Linked DNA regions of Mus musculus: region 1 is linked to region 2. Evidence: chromatin contacts called from public HiChIP or PLAC-seq data. All regions are on one chromosome and are shown on one strand. Each heading gives the region's core, a stretch centred on a gene start, on an enhancer-like site or on the middle of the called end of the contact. The rest is flanking DNA. Distances are from core to core; before and after follow the strand shown.

The links. HiChIP or PLAC-seq counts read pairs in DNA pulled down with a chosen protein or histone mark.
Region 1: a contact with region 2 is called in a BATF HiChIP or PLAC-seq map of CD8 T cells, with 5 read pairs. The contact joins two enhancer-like sites. A contact is called at or near these places in 4 of 484 Hi-C or Micro-C datasets (the G1E-ER4 cell line, erythroblasts, large pre-B cells and 1 more), 5 of 115 datasets of contacts at active chromatin or transcription factors (CD8 T cells, effector CD8 T cells, hepatocytes and 2 more) and 1 of 9 other capture datasets (pancreatic islet).

What each region holds. Positions count from the first base shown.
Region 1 is chr16:49,874,919-49,877,618 of GRCm38.p6, reverse strand. All of the region lies in intron 2 of Cd47 (CD47 antigen (Rh-related antigen, integrin-associated signal transducer)), which reads right to left. Among named protein-coding and RNA genes, the nearest start is that of Cd47, 21 kb to the right of the region's middle. Within about 2 kb of position 1,313, at least 14 of the 459 cell types and tissues checked have an H3K27ac peak or open chromatin away from gene starts, as enhancers often do. A contact at or near this core is called in CD8 T cells and pancreatic islet, where this site is marked.
Region 2 is chr16:49,503,440-49,506,139 of GRCm38.p6, reverse strand. No RefSeq gene overlaps it. Among named protein-coding and RNA genes, the nearest start is that of Gm4802, 92 kb to the right of the region's middle. Within about 2 kb of position 1,414, at least 87 of the 459 cell types and tissues checked have an H3K27ac peak or open chromatin away from gene starts, as enhancers often do. A contact at or near this core is called in CD8 T cells and pancreatic islet, where this site is marked.

The sequences.
Region 1 (2,700 bases), core at 64-2,563, 370 kb before region 2:
TACTGAGAAGAGGTAACACCCACATCGGTGTCCCAGCGTTTTGAGCAAAGCATAGCACACGACATAAATAACACATCTGGGATGCACTCACACAAATGGGAGGCCATTCCCCCCTTGCCATCTCTTCTGTACTCACTAACTAGAACCTTGAAGTAGCATCTTATCATTGAGTCCATACGGCCGGCCTCAGCACCCGGCCGACCCACAATCAGCACCTAACGAATATTTGTCAAAGAGATACCTTATTTCTAGCCCAGAATGCAGTGATGGAGATGGCATCTTCATTTTGCTGCTAAGAAAAATTGAGGACTAAAGACTGAGAGTATGTGACTACTGAATGCACGGCCATAAATGGGACACTGTACCACCATCTGCAAAGCTCAGAAGGGGGAAGAAAAATAATGTAAGAGCCCGAGGACAGGGCTTAGTATTGTGGAATACTGTCTTCCAAGCAGGACAAAGCCATTGTTCTACTGAACGCACAACAACTATGATTACATACACAAGATCTGCCCAAGATTGGAGCTGTCGATGTCCTGTGATGGAGGGGAGAGGGACTCACAAGGTCTCACCCTTCTCTGAGAATCTACAGCCGCTTGACAGTATTAAGAGTTGAAGGAGACATGATTTTAGAGCTTTGTTCGTTTTTGTTTGTTTGTTTTGTGGTATTCTGTTACATCTTTGCACAGCCTCAAGGACTTGACCTAACTGAGATAACAAGAGAACCAAGAAAAGACAAACATGCACAGCCAGCCAGATAGTAAGATATGCTGGGCCCTCTGATGGGAAGACTGCAGCACTCTCGAAGCCCAGCACGCTTACTTTATACAGTTGAATAAGCAGACAAGGATATGACTTACAACTAAACACGGACATTTAGCTAACTTGGATAGCAACAGTCTCCATTAGGGGAGCAGCTTTTAGGCTATAAAATATCAGAGAGAGGGGATAAAGCTATGGTGGGCATTTTCTGCACAGACTACCAGTATCCTCGTGGACCAGGCAAAAAAGGCTTTGCCCTTACTCTGAGCCTCACCCCCCAAGGGGTGACATCACCCTTTGTCATTTTCCTATGGACCCTGATATGGCCATGGGCGTGTCAACAGCCCATACTCATTCAAGACTTTGCCACTCAGGTGTCCACCACTCCTCACAGTATAGACACTGCTAAGTCGTTCCTGCTCTTGTATGTAAGCATCCTCCCCGCAAAACACACACAACACACATACAAACACACAGACACACACACCCAATGTTTCTAAAAGCAACCCTTACAAAAGTCTTTGGATCACATACTCATACTCAAAGAGGATGTGAAAGAAGATGGGGAACTATTTGGAAGGAAGATTGGAGATCAGTGGGAACAGGACAGAGAGGGTAATGGGGGTGAATACAATCAAAATAAATTATACACATGAATGAAAACCACTATTCAATAAACACTAATAACCATTTTAAAGATCCTGAACACAGGGTAAGTTGAGCCTCTTAAGTTTTCCCAGGTTAGAAAATGATGAAGTATAAAACAAAAAGGGGGGAAACAAAAAGCTTTCTCTGAACTCAAGTCCTGAAGCACTGGCCTAGAAACATATGAATGTCACTCAGTGTTTGCACACTGTCAGCTCCTGTGCTCCAAAGCAACAAATGCTCACCATTACCTGTGTTCTACTGAGTGGAATTCAATTACATCCTGGATAATTTCTCTTTCTTGTTTACGCTTACATTTGCACAAAAAGCACAACACAGTAAAAATGATTTGTAATACCTAAATCTCCAAGTCCACAAAACAAACATCATCCTGGTAACAAACACATATTCTTCCCAAAATGATGTTGTATGCCAAGGTTTCTTTTACTGACTCCTTTTCCCACTCAAAATGGCTCCAAGAACAAAGAGTCAACCTACAGGATGGGGGAATACCTTTCGTAACAATGTGCTGACAGGGGATTATCGCCGAAATCCTACAAAGAACTCCAAAAATTAAACACCAATTCATCTGGTCAACAACTGAACAGAGTTCTCAGAAAGAAATCATCCAGTTAGCAAATCATCCCAAGGCAACCACTTAACAAGTGAGCTTGAGACCCGAACGGTTTTCAGAGGGAGAAAGACAAAGAAATGAAAGAACACGTGAAGAAATGTTAAACATCCTTAGCTTTGAGATTCCATCTCATTCTAGCCAGAATGCCTAGCATTAGGAAAACAGACAATAAATACTGCTAAGGATGTATGGAAAGTGGAGCCTTTACACACACAATGGAAATCAGTAAAGATGTCCCTCCAAAAACTAAAAGTAGAACTACGACACGCTCTATCTATGAGTCCTCAGTAAACCTGAGGGATTCTTATATTGCTGCACTACTCACAATAACCAAGGCAAGAAAATAGCCCGCATGGCCATCAACAGAGAAAAAAATATGGTATATACACACAATGGAGTTTTATTCAGCTATAAGAATAAAATTATGACAGCTTCGGGAAATTAGAACTGGGGGTCATTGTGGTAAGTAAAACAAGCCATCCTCACCTGTCCCTCTTGTTTTACATACATTTACACATATGTAAATGATTAAGTGTTTGTATGTAAAACATGCAAATAGAAGACCTTGAGAAGGTTCTGTAGGTCTAAAGCAAACAGAGACAGAAACAGGATGATGGGCTACATGGGACATCAAAGCTGATGTAAAGATGAGTTGTAGG
Region 2 (2,700 bases), core at 165-2,664:
AATTTATCCATTTCTAAGCTCATCTTCCTTGGGTGTATCTCAGAAGAGCAGAGTGTAGACCAGATAAGATGTACCATGAACTTGATCCGCCGTGTTCTCTTTTTGTACTCCTAATCATTTCATGGAAATGATAAAACAATATAGGGAAAACAAGAGCTGGTGCTTCCTAAGGATTCGGTATGCCCCTGTGGTGGCTTTTCTCCATTGTAAATGTTGATTAGATTGAGAGATGTCCAGGGGATCCATGAAGCACAGCTCTAAGTGTGACTATGATGGCGTTTCAGACATGAACAGATGGCGAAGCTTCTGAACTACTGAATTAATTACTTGATAGATTTGCAAAATGACTATTGAGAGATGGTAAAGGGCCGGGTAAATAGAGGAAGCAGGTCACTAGAAGCGTGTCCTTGGAAGGTCTATTTTGCATTGGCCTCTTTCTACGTTCCTTCCACTATGACAGGATGTGAATGTTTCTGATGCATCAATGTCCTGGATGTCACACAACACTAGAACCTCCCAGACCAGAAATCAAAATAAACATTTCCTCCCTTAAGCTTTATCTCACTGCTCTTTGGTGACAGGGAAGACAAAAGTGACCAACACGTCCCATCCATCCGTCTCAGCCCACTTTCTGCACTGGTGCCCTTCGTGCATGGTGACCATGAACATTGCTTGGTCCTGAGCTACTCCCTTTTCCTGTTGGTGAGATGGAGGTCAAGTGCAGGCACAAGGGTCCCGCCCCTTAGTCCATCCATCAACGTCTGAACAATCTCTTCCTTCCCTTTAGCCATGCCGATGAAAACATCTGTATAAATAAAACCCTAAACAGCTGAGTCGTCCACCGACGTGTAGAGGTCCTGACCAGAATGATGCGCACAGCACCCTGCCAACAGCAAGTGCTCAACCATTTGTAAATAAGTATTGTACACACATGCTACCTACTCAGATTTTTTAATATCATGTTTTTATTTATTTTAGAAAATAAGTATATAAATAAATACATATATGCAGTGTATGTTGATTTATCATCCTCTTCCCCACTTCTCCAAACTCACAGGGCCCCATCACGTCCTCCTTCCTGTTCCTTTTCGTGTCCTTTTTTATTTTTAAACACACTGAGCCCAATTACTGCTGCCCTATATGCGCGTGATGTCATGCCAACCACTACAGCATGGGCAACCTACCAAGGAGCACATCCCTGGAAGAAAAGGAACTATCCTCCCAGCAGCCATCAATAAGAATAGCTTGGAGGTGGGGCCTGTGAGTTCCACGCCCATCTCTGCTGGAATTTTGATTGGCTTGATTGCCTGCAGGCAACTAGGGCACCTTTGAGTTCCTGAGTGTGGAGGTCTTATCAAGTCTAGAGGAGGCTGTGTAACATCTGTTCCGTCATTTCCCTACCAATGGGTCCATGCTGGGTCACTCGGGAATTAGTGAGTTCAATCACAATTTGCTACATTATTAAGGTCTGGTCGAGTCTCCGCCCTCTGTTGCTTTCTCTGTCCCTTCAATTTTCTGGGTTCTGTATTATCAGACTGCCTGAGTTTCTATGGAGATTACAGAAGCATGACCTTGAACCTCATCCTGCTTTCTGGTGATAATTTCCTTTGAGGTCTAAAATTTGTCTTATTATTCTTGATTGCTTGGACTTTCGTGACTACATATATTTTCCCTTGGAATTCTACGCCCTTTCCTCCTTGCACTAGACTCAGACTGAATCACACGATTAGGGAAGGGCATTTGCTGCAATCTGCACTCGTACAGAGCAGCGAGGGTCTGGGGTGGTGCGCACTGTTTTGTGAGATGCTCATCTGTCCTTTCTGGATGTACTGATTATAGCCACTGTGAGTCATCAGCTAACGCGCGTATACTGAGCTCATGCCAGAGCCTCAGCCGCCCCTTCCTTTTCCCGCCCATCACAGCTCATGATCCCTTCAGCTTTCTCCTCTTAACCTTAGCTGTTTGGATCTCTGACTTCCTTTGCACTGATGATTATAATTGGGAAGCTGTTCTCCGACATTCGGATGTACCTGATGCGACACAGACTCTCTGCGGATTCAGTTTCCTCACAGAGTTTATTTATAGCTGAGGTTTGACGTTACCTGAAATCAAGCTTTTTTTTTTTTTCTCCCTTGCAAAAGTACTTTCAGTTTTTGTTCTTTGTGGAAGGAAGTAGGACAGACTTCAAGGCACAGTATTTTTGCAGTGCATCAGAACCTTCTTTGAGAGCTTGATTCGCAGTCTTTCAAGTAGACCAGATTTTCTCACCACAGTCAATTCTATGAAATGCCAGAAAGCAAGAGCTAGGCTAACTCAAACACACAAGCAGCCAAATTTAGCTTGACACCCTTATTAAATATTGACCTCATGGGAACTGAGGCTGAAAACAACCTTTGAGAAAGAAGCCAGTCTACACATTAATGGGCTTCCTTTGTTTTGGTTTTGACTGTCCTTTAGTTGCCTAGCCAATATATTGAAACCAAGTTAAACTTCAGGCTCAAACGATTTCCTTTTTAACACATAGCTTTGACCTAGGGGAACTAATCAGATAGATAATATAATTGTTGTTAATCACCCGAGTTTGTAATTGTACCTTTGATCTGTATGCTGAGAAACACTTTGGCAATGTTGACTCCCTCCCCTCCCTCCCCACCTTCTGTAGTTGGTGGGCTTTTTGTTTTGTTTTTGTTTTGATTTGTT